3 separate regions of the Mus musculus genome follow, and regions 2 and 3 are each linked to region 1. Evidence: chromatin contacts called from public HiChIP or PLAC-seq data. All regions are on one chromosome and are shown on one strand. The core of a region is the stretch at or near the end of the contact, and the rest is flanking DNA. Distances in the headings are between cores, read along the strand shown.

Region 1 (4,347 bases), core at 165-2,664:
ATTCCACCAATCCTCACCCTGGAAAGCTCCACCCCCCACTCCCACCCCCACCCCCAAGAAATCTCACATAAACCTTTCTCTTTGCTCAGCTCCCTGCTGCTTCTCACAAGAACAGAGGCAGCCGCCCTCCTGGGTTTTCCCCTCCCAGTAAGTCTCTTGTGTGAGGTTTGTTGTGTGGTGTGACTTTGTGGTAGTCCTTGGCTCCTGACTGCCAGGATAGCTCTCTGAGTAAAGTGGCAACACTTGAGCAGAGCTTTTGCTGTGCTGCAGCTGAAGCAAAGCTGTGACACTTCTGTAGGGGAAGCCTTTCCCTGCAGAGCTGCAACACGCACATCTAGCATTCAGGAGGCAGAGGCAAGCCTATCTCTGAGTTCAAGGCCAACCCAGTCTACAGAGCAAGTTCCAGGAAAGTCAGAGCTCAAGAAGAAACAAAACAAAACAAAACAAAACAAAACAAAACAAAACAAAACGCCAACAACAAAAACAAAGGAAGGAAGAAATTCATAACTCCAACATGCAGTTATTTTTAAAAACTATAAGAAAAAGTAATCCCAGCTGACTATAGTGGCACACGCCTGCAGTCTCAGCGACTCAAGAAACTAAAGCAGGGAGATTACAGGTTCGAGTCTAGCCTGGGCAACTTAGTGAGACCTGATTTAATATGAAAAAAGAGAGGTGTGTGTGCTGGAGATGCAGTTCAGTGGGAGAGAGCTTGCCTAGCACATGGGAAGCCCTGGGTGTGCCACCCACAGGGTGTGAACAGTAAGCCAGCCCCAGGAACACTCCGCACTGCATAGATCTGCATGTACCATTGTGGCACAGCAGGTCTGTTGACAGCAGCACCAGCCCAAACAGTTGACTAATGCATTGTACAGTGATGGTATGATGACCATGATATAATTAGGCAATAGGAAAATTTCAGTTCCATCCTAATTCCCTGGGACCACTGACACACTCTGTCTGCCATTGCCCAGGATGTCCTTATGCCACACATGACTGCATACAGTGATGAGGGTGGGGTCCCTATAGAGGAGAAAGCACAGATTTCTTAAAAACCAAAATGATGACATTACCAATAAGAAAACCCATGAAGATGGTTTTTATGGGCAGAGGGGTTCACCAAAAGCATGCTGTCTTAGTCAGGGTTTCTATTGCTGGGAAGAGACACCATGACCGCAGCAACTCTTATAAAGGAAAACCTTTAATTGGGGCCAGCTTACAGTTTCAGAGGGGTTAGTCCTTATTGTCATGTGGGAAACATGGCAGGATGAAGGCAGACATGATGCTGGAGAGATAGTTGAGTTCTATGTCTGGATCGGCAGACAGCAGGAGGAGAATGAGACACTGGGCCTGGCCTGGGCCTCTGGAACCTCAAAGCCCACCCCTCAGTGGCCACACCCACCCCAAACAAGGCCACACCCACTCCAACAAGGCTTTGTCTCCTAATCCTGTCAAATAGTGCCACTCCCTCTGAGCCTATCAGCACCATTTTCATTCAAACCACCACAAAAGCCAATGTCAAAAATGGACTCATTTGAGCAACAAAAATGAAGTAGGATGTAAATTTGTTCTTAGAATTAGAAAAGATGGTATGACACAGGGCTATTAAGGAGATGATTATATGTAAAGACAGGATCATCCATCTCTGAAAGACTGGCAGTGTCAGCGCATCAGTCCTGAATGGCAACCCAGGTATGAAGTAAACACCACAGGCATCTATTTTGACTTTAATAAATGACTGTGTAAATCAACAGAGGAAGCAGCAAATCCCCTGTGCAGAGGCACTCCAGACAGACACATCGGTTTTTCTTAGGGCATGGAGACTTTTCTCTGTGACTCCTGCATTAGGGAGGCAGTGATGCCGGATCAGGTGTTCAAGGTCATCTTGAGCTACAGAGTGAGTTTGAGGCTACTCTGGCCTGGGTGAGACCTCCATCACTAAGTATGGGCTTCCAAAGGGAGCGGTGTGAGCTGGGAGTATGGTTGGGGGTGCAATACTTGCTGAGCATGCTCAGTCAAGGCCATGAGTTTGGTTCCTACCCCTGCCCCCAGGACTGCAGGAAATTATTCACAGTTCAAAGCTTCTTTTTTTAGGTGCTGGGGCTTGATCTGAGCACCTTGCAGATGTACTAGCACTAAGCCAAGCCAAGCCTAGAAAGTTCAGAGAGACATTAAGTCACCAGAAAGTTTTCTTCTTTTACAAAAATATATGTGCATTTGAAAAAAATTAAAATGTGACTATTGCTTAGTCCAGAAACACTGTTTTTCATAACTTCCGATTAAAAGAGTCCTGAAGCATACAAAAGAATGTTAGAGCATAGGACAGCAATGGGTCCTCTGTGTACAGGGTGAGTGCTGTCCAGCGAGGGGCATCTCCTGATGATCCATGCATGCCCTTCCTGGGGTGTGCACAGGATTTGTGGATGCTTTACCAGGCAGCTGCGTTACACAGGCCAGCAGAGACTGGACAGGCTTGGTTTGATTTGGTTTGTATTTTTGTCTCTCTCAGGGCTGGGGTCTTATGTATGATAGACAAGAACTCTACCACTGCTGGATAGTGATGGCACACACCTTTAATCCCAGCACTTGGGAGGCAGAGGCAGGTGGATTTCTGAGTTTGAGGCCAGCCTGGTCTACAGAGTGAGTTCCAGGACAACCAGGGCTACACAGAGAAACCCTATCTTGAAACACCACCTCCCACCTACCCCCCCCAAAAAACTCTACCACTGAGACACAAGCTGCCCAGTCTGGTTGGCAGTTTTAATATTTTATTTATTTTGAGATAAATAAAGGCTCACTGTGTCACCTTGTCTGTTCTGGAACTTTCTTTGAAGATTTGGCCGGTCTTGAACTCACAGAGATCCAATAGCTTCTGCCTCGCAAGTGCTGGAATTAAATGTGTGTACCACCACACCCAGTTAGTTTGTAATTTAAGTGGAAAATAAAATACATGCTTTCCATAAATGAAACAAGAAAACACCCCACCCTGCCACACCACAAAAGCAGCCATCCTGAGCTGGCCTCGCCTAACCCACTGAACCCTTAAAAGCCCTGGCACAGAGAAGGCTTTGGTTTCTAAAAGGATTTTAGGAGAGGTGATTTTGCCTTGGGGGAGATCCCTTCATACCGTCTCTGAAGCAAAAGGACCACACTGCAAAGAAAATAACCACCCACAGGACTAGGAGGTCCCTGACCTCAGGGGCGGGGAGCCTAGTAACACCCCAATATCAGCTCCTCTGGTAGAAAACCCTGTTCTAAATTTCCAAACTGTGGTAGCCTCAGAGTAGCGAAGGTCAAAGGTGAACAAATGCATGCTGTTGCTGCTGAGCGGATGGGAACGGTGTTTCTAGGTCACGGGATCCTGTACAGTGAATGGGGACAAGGGTTACAACATGAACCTGTGTGCCATCCTGGGTGGAAGGAGGCACTCCAGGGAGACACTGTGCCCTCCCTCTGGCTGCCAGACTCTTAAAACAATGGATCCCAGGGAGTGGAATTTCCTCAGGAATTTCAATCCAGGAAGGAAGTTTGAAGCCTGGAGCAGCTGAGGAAGAAATTGTCTCCCAGGGAGAGGCTCCTAAACTCTGGTGTGTCAGACCACCTAGCAGCAGAGCCAGGAGTCCAGACATGATGACAGTGGGTCCACACCTTCACCAGCCTAGTTAAGCGCACAGCTAGCCCTCTACATGCCAGCACCCCACAGATGAGTCTAGGTGCCTGGGGCAGGGTGGATGGGTGGGAGGGGGTCACCAGACATCTTTATTTGTTCCTCTTCCCGAAGTGGCCACACTGAACGAATCTTTCTCTGCTTGATGTTTAATCGAGGGCAGGTAGCTTGTTAGGGTTGCCAGGACCCAGGCTCCAGTTGGTAACAAGTCCAGTAACAACTGGGAGGCTGAGGCAGGAGGATCATTTGTCTGAAACCAGCCTGGGCTACAGTGATACTCTGACTCATAAAAGCAAGACACATGTGAATGTGATCCCCAGAGGAAACGGGCACTGCCAGCTGGCAGAACAAGAGAGCTGGTATAGAGGCTAATTGATTATTTGTGGTGGTGGGAAAGCTATGGAAGAGCCCTCACTGTTCAGGCCCAGTGATGGAGTGGGACGTGGCAGACAGATTCCTTCCGTTGTTGATGGGTATATTTCTTTGTGGCTAGAGTTTGTTTAGGTGGGAGCAGGGATGTGGCCTTGCTGGATTTACCAGGAACATGCATTTTTTTTTTAATTTTGGTTTTTGAGACAGGGTTTCTCTGTATAGCCCTGGCTGTCCTGGAACTCACTTTGTAGACCAGGCTGGCCTCCAACTCAGAAATCCACCTGCCTCTGCCTCCCGAGTGCTGGGAT
Region 2 (4,642 bases), core at 608-3,107, 160 kb before region 1:
TTAGTGTGCAGTATGGTGTCCCACACTCACGAAATTACGCTTATTTTGTCCTCCCAGATGAGGGCTGGTTTAGCTTTGCTGAACTTCCCATCTTCCAGATGGAGAAACTGAGACCCAGAGGCAGTTGGTGGGAAGAGAACTCAGCTGCTGTTTCCACATCTCAGCCACCTTCCGGGTCAGCTCCAGAAGGAAGAAGTCCCAGTGTCTGCTCTGGCCGCCTGGGGCAGCTCTCAGGGCTCCTGCCAAGAGCTGGTTTGGCAGCTGTTCTTCTCCTCTGTGCCCATCAGCATTGGTCCAGATGTTCCAGGCAGCAGCCTGGGAGCTCTGTCAGGTTTTGCTTGGGCTCTCCTTCCTCATAGCCTATCAATTCCCCGCCCCCCCTCAGGTCTCTAGAAATGTCTCTGTTAGCTGGGGAGAGGGCTGGGGTGGCTGGATAGCTTGTAACATGTCCCCTGGAATGGCTACAACACAAATTGGTTTGCCTTAGTGTTTTCTACTTAGATATCATTAGCTTCCAATCCCAACATGGCCAGTGCCCTGTAAACTGGGAGCCTGGAAATTCTGGTGACCTAAGGCAGCAAAACAGAACAAGTTCCCTCCCCGCGTGTGGAGCTTCACCGACTGACCCAGACTCTGGGAGGCAGGTGCCCTCGCCTCTTTTTCTGACCGAGAATCTGAGACTCAGCTGTTGTCTGTGTTTTCTCCACAATGGGTGGCTAGAGACCTGTTCTGTACCAGTGTCGGCTGACCTGTACAGTCTATGTGAGACAGACTGTCAGCTTTTTTTTTTTTAAGATTTATTTTATGTATGTGAGTACACTGTTGCTGTCTTCAGACTTCAGACACACCAGAAGAGGGTGCTGGATTCTATTGCAGATGGTTGTGAGCCACCATGTAGTTGCTGGGAATTGAACCCAGGTCCTCTGGAAGAGGAGTCAGTGCTCTTAACCACTGAGCCATCTCTCCAGCCTGACTGTCAGCTTTAAACAGAAGTTAGTCCTGTGCAAAGTCCTGGGCTCTGTGTGGTCATCAAAGGGTAGGTCATGTTGTTGTTTCACAGAGCCTCATAAGGCTCCTGGAGAGAAGAGCTACCAGGGATGTGTGAAAACCAGGGTACAGCTTGGTACGGTGCACATGGGACATACCAAGGGACTGTTTCATCTCTTGACAAATCCAACACAAACCCAGAAAGGCATCTGTGTTAGGAAGGATGGGTGTGCATGTGCGAGAGTGTGTTTTCATAAGTGTAAAGGTTCATGTGTGTTAAAGTGTGTGTGTGTGTGTATGTGTGTGTGTACACGTGTGCCTAAGAGTATGAGGGTAAATATTTGACAGGATCTTGTATAGCCTAGGCTACCCTTGGCTTTGGGATGACCTTGAACTTCCTATCCTCTGCCTCTGTCCTCTACCCCGTGGACTAGAGGCAAGTGCTACCGTGCCCAGATGTCTAGTTTGTGTTACACTGGAACTCCAATCTAGGGTTTTGTGTATGCCAGTGCATTCCCGTGGGAGGTGGGCCTCCAGCCCCAATTTTGGTTTTGTTTTGGTTTTTTTGCTTGTTTGTTTGTTTTGTCTTGTTTTACTGTGTAGCCCTGTCTGTCCGGAAACTATGTAGATCAGGCTAGCCTCGAAACTCTCAGAGATCCACCTGTCTCTGCCTCCCCAGTTCAGGGATTAAAGGTGTGCATCACCACGCCCTGCCCCCATAAATCTTTTAAAACACACTTATCTTTACAATCAATCAAGAGGCAGCAGGCAAGCATGCAGATGCAGATCCAGTCCTTAGTGGTAGCCACTCCCTCTTAGGCCCACAGCCTCATCAGGCCCAGCTTCCTGGGCCTGGTTGCTCTGGGCCCACAGCTGGCTCTGTACCTCAGGGAGTGGCCCTGTTCTATCCAGGGCAGATTAACTTCCCTGGGACCGGCTTTGTTTTGGCTCAAGAAGTAACAGCAGAGGCTGAGAGCTGAAAGCAGAGGCCTCTCCCTCCCACCCTGGGGCCTGGCTCTGTTGAAAACCTTTGATTTAGGCTTCTCAATTTGCTTTCCCTGGCTGGGTGTCCTGGGCAGAGGGGAAACACCTAGGACTTCAGCTATTTTGTCTGCTGCAATTTAGGAGAGGGATTTGATATCTAAGTGGAGGAGGTTCCAGCCGCAGCAACAGCAGCAGCGGCGGCGGGTCTAAGCTGTTTGTTTGTGGAGTACAGGGTGGGTGGGGTAAGGCTAGAACACTGTAATTGGAAGCAGGAGGCTAGAAGCTGACACTTCTGCAGATAAAAATTCTCTGCTGAGGGTCCGGCTTGTGTGATAGTGTGAGGGAGCCCGCTCTTGTGCGTGTGATCTGCCAAGGCAAGGCTGTGTTCGCTTAAATCTGGGTTTAAAACATTCTCCCTCTCTTCACCCTGGATTCTTTTTTCATTGACACATTTCTTCATTGACTCCTTAGGGATCATGAAGATCTTGCGTGTCAACTCTGAAGCCCTGCAGCACGTGCCTAGCCAGCTGCAAGACCTTTTCGGAGGAGCCACCAGCAGGCTTCCTGAAGGCCAGGCTGCAGCTCTCAGGTGTCTGCCATTGTCTCAGTCCCTGCCCCGGGTCTGCCACTTGGCACACAATAGGCCTTGTACATATTTGTCAGATGAGTGAAGAGTGAGGTCACTCACTACTGCTCCGGGTACACGGCCGAGCTAGACAGCCACAGTTCAGAGATCCTTTGAGTCTTTGAGCCAAAAGTATTTTGAGCCAATCCCAACTTCCCCCTGAATGCCATCCCCGGAACGATACTGAAGAGGTATACCAGGAAAGCCCTGTGATTATGTGAAGGTGGACATTATGTGTCTCCACAGGCCTGCAGCCAAGCTGAAAACAGTTCTCATGACTATGTCTCATCCCGGAAAGAAGATCCTTCATGGCATGGTCGCTTTCATCTCATCATGAGCTGAGTGTCCAATACTTACTGAGATGTGGTCCCCACGTTAAAGAACTTTAGAAATTGTAAGGCCGCGTGCACCCCTGCCCATACCTTGATGTTCCAACCCCCTTGGGTACCAAGAAGGACAGGAAGATAGAGAAAATGATGGTGACGTGGGAGGAGGAAGGAGCCCCTCACCCAGGCTTAAGCTCCTCACCAACTAAGGATCAAGAACTCCAGCACCATTAGCAACATTTGCTTAAGGTCATTCCCCCTTCCCAGCTAGAAGCCTACAATTTTCTAGGACTCTAACCAGAAGCCTCATTTACAGTAAAAGACACATTCTAAATCCCTTGTGCAACTCCAGTGGCTTCTGGTTTTTACCTTATCAGATTATAATCCCACCCTATAATCCATTTACCAAAAAGAAAAAAGAAAAAAGAAAAAAAAAGGCTTCTTAGCAACCTTTGAGATGTACTGAGAACCGCCGAAAGCGTCTGCACAGCAAATGCTGGCGCTTGACTTGACCCTTTCTTAAGCCCACACCACACTCTTTAGTGTGCCTTATTCTTTCCTTAAATAAAACCTTCCTCTTTGTTTTTAATAAACCCAACCACGCCTCCTGAGAGAATGAAAGGACTCCTTAGGCATGGAAGCGTCGGTGTGCCTCTGTCCCAGCAATCGTTGACAGTACCTGAGATTATGACCTTGTTTGCTAGTTTTTGGAGAGTCAAGCCAAGATGAGGCCATAAAAGGCCAAGCCTGGCAGTCTTCTGAGGGAGAGATTTGGAGATTGACACATGGGAAGAAAGCCACGTGAAGAGAGAGGCAGGAATTGGATCATCACAGCCATGAGAGATGGCATGATTGCCAAGCCCCTGGGAGCCCAGAGGGAGGCATGGGATAGCCCTGTGCGCAGAGCTTTCAGGAGGAATTAATCACTGACATGTTGACTTCTGGCCTCCAGAACACAGAGAGAATATACATTGGTTGGATTTGCATTTCTGGTTTTTTGAGAAGGCTCATGTATGTTCCCCCCACTGGGCTTGAACCGACAATCCTGCTTTAGCCTGGTGAGTGCTGGGGCTACAGGAGTCTGTGACCGCAGTTGACCTCCTTATGACCTCTTTAGATCACCTTGTTTGTGGTATTTTATTACAGTAGTCCTGGGACATTAATACTTTGAACCGTTACCTGCCTTTACTTTTATATCATTCTTCGCAACCATGTGGTTGCTTTTGAAACCCAAAGGCTACTAAGCTAGTAAAAAGGCTTGTTATTGGATGTAAGATAAATACAAGAGAAACAAGTCGAGGCATTCAACTGTCCCCACGGGCTACTGCAACTATAAATTAACATTCAGATAACAACAGTATTCGAGGCCATGACACCTAGCAACAACCTCGTGTGGGCTCTGATGAAGAGTGATAGGCAGAGGGAGGGAGGAGAAGCTGTACTCAGGATACCTTATGTGAGGATGGAAAATCTATTTTCAATAAAAGGAGATCTTAAAGGAGATATAAATGAAATGGGTATTGTTTAAGAAAATTAGATTTATAAATTTTTTTAGCTCCAAATTTCAATAAAAGTCACCACAGAACTTATTAATTAAAAAAAATCTATATTTATTGTTCAGGAGAAAATGACAAAGGCAATTCTGAAGAGGAAGGAGAGGCCAGCCCTACAAGCCATCAGAACACAATAACAAAAAATACTAAGAATGCAAAATGGCACC
Region 3 (4,645 bases), core at 2,016-4,515, 210 kb before region 1:
AGTTCTTTGGAGGGGGTGCTAAGAGGTTTGGGGGGGTGTATGACAGTCACAGACCTAGTCATTGATATCTATCACACAAAAGCTGAGCCTGGAGAGATGGCTCTTCTGTTGACAGCAGTGGCTGCTCTTGTAGAGGACTAAGGTTTGGATCCTAGGACTGAAATGGTGGCTTACAACTGCTTGAAACTTCAGATGTAGGGGATCTGTTGCCCCTGTGGGACCCAGGCACCATATACACAAAGTTAAAAATAAATAAATGAATAAAAATGTTAACGTTCCCTCGGGTAAGAGGCCCGATGGTCAGAGGAGGGTCTGGCAGATGCACTTTATGCTCCAAGGAGCCCACAGACTGGACACTCACAGCCTGGACACAACAGAAGCCACACGAGGACCTGGGGCTTCCTGGGGCCTCTGTGGACTTCACTGTTCCAGCTGACTTTGTTTTGGTGCTGGGAACAGAATCATGGGCCTTGAACATGTACACAAGAGCCCTTCCACAGAGCGACACCTCAGGGTTTCTGTAATTTGCTTCTGTTTGTTGCATAGGGGATCTCACAGTGTAGAGTCTAGGCTGGTCTTGAACTTACAACCCTCCTAGATGACAGTGGTGTGCCACCACATTGGCTTTCTCAGACTCATTAAAAAAAAAAACAAAAGCCGGGCTTGGTGGCACACGCCTTTAATCCCAGCACTCGGGAGGCAGAGGCAGGTGGATTTCTGAGTTAAAGGCCAGCCTGGTCTACAAAGTGAGTTCCAGGACAGCCAGGACTACACAGAGAAACCCTGTCTCAAAAACACCAAAAAAAACAAAAAACAAAAAAAACAAAACAAAAACAAAACTTGTGTGTGCACTGCACATAAATGTGGTATTTACCTGAATAGGTCACGTGTGGACATCAGAGGGCTTTTTTTGTTTTTGTTTTTTTTTAATTTATTTTTATTTTTAATTTTAATTTTTTTAAAGGATTTATGGGGCTGGAGAGATGGCTCAGTGGTTAAGAGCATTGACTGCTCCTCAGAGGTCCTGAGTTCAATTCCCAGCAACCTCATAGTGGCTCACAACCATTTGTAATGGGATCTGATGCTCTCTTCTGGTGTGTCTGAAGATAGCAACAGTGTACTCACAAACATTTATTAAATAATAATTCCTTTAAAAAAGAAGAAAGACTTATTTGGTACCACCATTAACCCCAGCACTTGGGAGGCAGAGGCAGGAGGATCTCTGTGAGTTTGAGGCCAGCCTGGTCTACAGAGCGAGTTCCAGGACAGCAGTGCATTTAAACCCTGCATTAAATTAAACCCTGCATTTAAAAAATGATTTTATGTTTATTTTAAAATTATGTGTATATGTGCGTGTGAGTATGGGTGCCTGTAGAGGCCTCTGGAGCGGGGGTCACAGGCAGTTGTGAGTCACCTGACATAAATTTTGGGAAACAAATTTGAATCGTCTGTCAAAGTGCTCCCGTACTTCAACCACCGAGCCCTCTCTCCAGTCCCTCCAACTCATCATTTCTTCTTTAGATGTATTTATCTTATGCATATTGTGTTTTCTCTGCGTGTCTATCTGTGCAACTGATGCCCCCAAAGGTTGGAAGAGGATGTGGCATCCTTTGGAACTGTAAGTCAGCTTGTGGGTACTGGGACTGAACCTGGATCCTCTACAGGAGCAGCAAATATCTTAACCACTGCGCCATCTCCCCAGCCGCATCCACCTTATTTTTCTGGACACAGTATCTCATTGAATCTAGACACTGACATTTGCCCAGGCTGCTTGGCCAGCATGCATCTGAGATCTCTCAGTCTCTGCCTCCCAGTCCTGGGGGTCAGAGGCTGCTGCCATGTAGAGATTCAAGCTCAGGGGGTTAGGCTTGCATATCAAGCACTTTACCCACAGAGCCATCTGCTAACCGCTGTCCCAGGTTGTTGTTGTTGTTATTACTGTTTTCTGAGACAGAGTTTCTCCTCTGGCTGTCCTGGAACTCACTCTGTAGACCAGGCTGGCCTTGAACACAGAGATCCACCTACCTGCCTCTGCTTCCTGAGTGCTGGGATTAAAGGTGTGCGCCACCGCCCAGCCCCAGTTTTAAAATGACTTTATGTGTGCAGTGTTTCACCTGGTCCTGGTGTCCTGGGCCCTACAGAGGTTAAAGGGGAGTACTGTTCACCAAGACATTTCTGCACTCCACCCCTTCATCCCAACTTTAGCGTGATTATTTTTCTCTTCAGTGAGAGACGAAGACCTTACAGGTGAAAAGATTGTGACCTCTGCCCTTATCTTACTCATAGGCCAAGCCTCAGTTTTGCCTCTGCACTGTGTGTTGTTGGAGCCCACTTCCCTAAAACAGGGTTTCCTGGGAAAAGTGTAGGACTAATATTGCTCTAGGCAGGTTTGAAAACTGTCAACAGTCCCTCCTTCTCTCCCTCTCTTTATACTTTACTCTCCTCCCCCCTTTCCCTTCCCTCCCTCCCTCCCTTCCTCCCTTCCTCCCTCTCTCCTTCTCTCAGTCCCTTCCTTAATCCCTTCTTGATTGCTTTTTTTTCTTTTTTCTTTTCTGTATCTCTCCTCTCTTAGTCCCTGTCCCCAACCATCTTCTGGCCGTCCATGGCAAGCCTGCCCAGGCAGTCTACAGAACTCCTTGTAGCACCAAGAAAAAGGTCACAGTCCACAGAGAATCAAGAGGCCCTCAGCAGCACAGGCAACAAAGTTCCTTGCTTCCCGGAGTATTCCCAAGGGCAGGGCTTGTCCAGGGAGGGACGAAGGTCCCACAGCAGGTGGGGCCCTGAAGCCTGGGGCTGATTGCAGATCAGAAGGGCCAGGTAGCTCCCCGGGTTATGAGGTGGGGGCTGGGACAGGGGCAGCTATAGGCCTGTGGCTCTTGGGACAGAGACAGAGGATGGTAGCTGTGCACACAGCCTGTGGCAGGTCTGAGTCAAAACACCTAAGGTTGACCCCAGCTGGTCATGAGGAGAGCTGCCCAGTCATTGCCTTATGCTGGCTTGGGTCACCCAGACAGGCTAGGCGCGGCCCAGTCAGCTGTGACTCAGGCCATAGTGGCTTTGCCACGCAGCCCAGGGGCATCAAGTACAGGGACGCCCCCTCCCCACACCCAGCCCTGCTTCTCCTTCTAACAACACCTTTCCCACCACCGTGTCAGGCTCCATCTGTGGTGTGGGTGCTCTACCTCTCTGGTCCTCAGCTTGGGGGTGGGGTGGAAGTGGGGGGAGCCTCAGGCCACCAACTTCAGACGGAAGTCAGGTGGGGGGCAGGGTGAGGAGCCAACGCCAGAGGAGCCTCAGGAGGAGAGGGAAGCAGAGGGGCCCAACAACGATGGTGTCACCCTGAAGACTGGACAACTGTGCAGACTGTGGAGGGCTGCGAGACCACGGTAGGATTCCCTTGAGGGGGCAGGGCGGAGGGGCACTGCTGCACCCCACACTTATCCCCAGGAGGGTAGATGGTCCATCAGTTGCTCCCCTGTGGATCAGGGGCACCTGCTGGCCCACACAACCCTCCAGCATTCGCTCTCCCTGTCTGTAATGGATGCATTGTAAGTCAGGCTTGGAAGTCTCTCTTGGAGGATGGCCAAGCAAAGCTGGAGAGACCAGCTGTGGAAGTGTCCCGTGGGTTAAAGTTCACAGGATGGGTAAAGGGCAGTGGAGAGAGCACATGGATTCCAGGCTTGCATTGTGCCATCGTGGTAGGGTCAGCCTGATTCTAAAGGCAGTCATGATTTCTGCATCCCCAGGGGACTCAAATCCCTTTTCTTTTTCTAGAGTTCTGAGCTTGCAGAGGCCTCATTTACCCTCCGGTAGATGGAGCAGTGGAGGGCCGTCCCTGTCCATTCAAAATGGGCTGCAGCAGTCCACGGGGACCATCATGGGTGCTCTGGGGAACTTGATCAGCCAAGGTCATTACTCCTCTGCCTTTGACCTTGGGCCAGATCGGAGCTTGGCCGGTCTTCGTCCCCCCCGCATCCGAGCTCCAGGACAGTGACAAAGAGAGAAAAACAAAAACCAAGTCTGTGCAAGAGCCCCCTGCGTTGGGTGCTTGGCATCCAAAATTCCAAGAGGCTCTTACCTCTAATTTGTCAGTGTTCCTCCAAACCTGCTAGGGGGCTGACAAAAGGAGGGGACATTGTTCCCAGGATCCTGTCCATGTCATGCCATGCCGGGACAGGACAGTAAGGGGAGCCTGGGACTAGTCTGTACAACCAAGTGGTTTAGTTTGCTTTGATTCTTGCCTCTTGCTGTGTGAATTTGGGCAGTTCATTTTCCTTCTCTGGGTCACCGTGGCCCCCTGCGAAGTTGACAGTCTGATCCCCACCTGGAAGAACTGTCAGGACAAGGTGGGAGCAGGTAGCAGGACCAGGAAAAGGCCACTGCCCCCTCCCCCAGAGCCATGGCAAGGCTGTGCCCCATTGACCACTGAATGTGGTTCTGGCACCTCCTTGTGGCCAGTCTTTTGGGCTACACCTTGCAGATATTAGGACAAAGCTCTGGAAGCCCCCAAGAGGAGCCTTCTTCCCTTGTGTTGGTGAATGGCCTCTGCCCACCCCCATCCTGCACCCCAGACACCCACTCACTTCCTCAAATCCAGTTATCCAGCCCCACCCACCTACTGGTACGGACTGAACAGGCGAGCTGG

What was found. HiChIP or PLAC-seq counts read pairs in DNA pulled down with a chosen protein or histone mark.
Region 2: an H3K4me3 HiChIP or PLAC-seq map of embryonic stem cells shows a contact between it and region 1, with 3 times the contacts expected there. The contact joins two enhancer-like sites. A contact is called at or near these places in 1 of 484 Hi-C or Micro-C datasets (bone marrow-derived macrophages) and 3 of 115 datasets of contacts at active chromatin or transcription factors (embryonic stem cells and extraembryonic endoderm stem cells).
Region 3: a contact with region 1 is called in an H3K27ac HiChIP or PLAC-seq map of embryonic stem cells, with 2.9 times the contacts expected there. The contact joins the promoter of Lif here to the enhancer-like site in region 1. A contact is called at or near these places in 8 of 39 promoter capture datasets (the C10 cell line, the HPC-7 cell line, cranial neural crest and 5 more), 8 of 15 datasets of contacts at CTCF or cohesin (CD8 T cells, the G1E-ER4 cell line, embryonic stem cells and 4 more), 72 of 484 Hi-C or Micro-C datasets (the AML12 cell line, B cells, B-cell progenitors and 40 more), 22 of 115 datasets of contacts at active chromatin or transcription factors (the 230-238 cell line, the HPC-7 cell line, Th17 cells and 11 more) and 4 of 9 other capture datasets (adipose tissue, liver, macrophages and 1 more).

Annotation. Positions count from the first base shown.
Region 1 is chr11:4,462,962-4,467,308 of GRCm38.p6, forward strand. No RefSeq gene overlaps it. Among named protein-coding and RNA genes, the nearest start is that of Hormad2, 24 kb to the left of the region's middle. Within about 2 kb of position 1,415, at least 5 of the 459 cell types and tissues checked have an H3K27ac peak or open chromatin away from gene starts, as enhancers often do. A contact at or near this core is called in embryonic stem cells and regulatory T cells, where this site is marked.
Region 2 is chr11:4,300,629-4,305,270 of GRCm38.p6, forward strand. Gm11958 (predicted gene 11958) reads left to right here. Exons shown (of 4, transcript NR_166831.1): 3 at 2,443-2,560; 4 at 2,843-3,520. Among named protein-coding and RNA genes, the nearest start is that of Gm11958, 17 kb to the left of the region's middle. Within about 2 kb of position 1,858, at least 121 of the 459 cell types and tissues checked have an H3K27ac peak or open chromatin away from gene starts, as enhancers often do. A contact at or near this core is called in embryonic stem cells, where this site is marked.
Region 3 is chr11:4,254,303-4,258,947 of GRCm38.p6, forward strand. Lif (leukemia inhibitory factor) reads left to right here and starts at 3,266. Exons shown (of 4, transcript NM_008501.2): 1 at 3,266-3,386.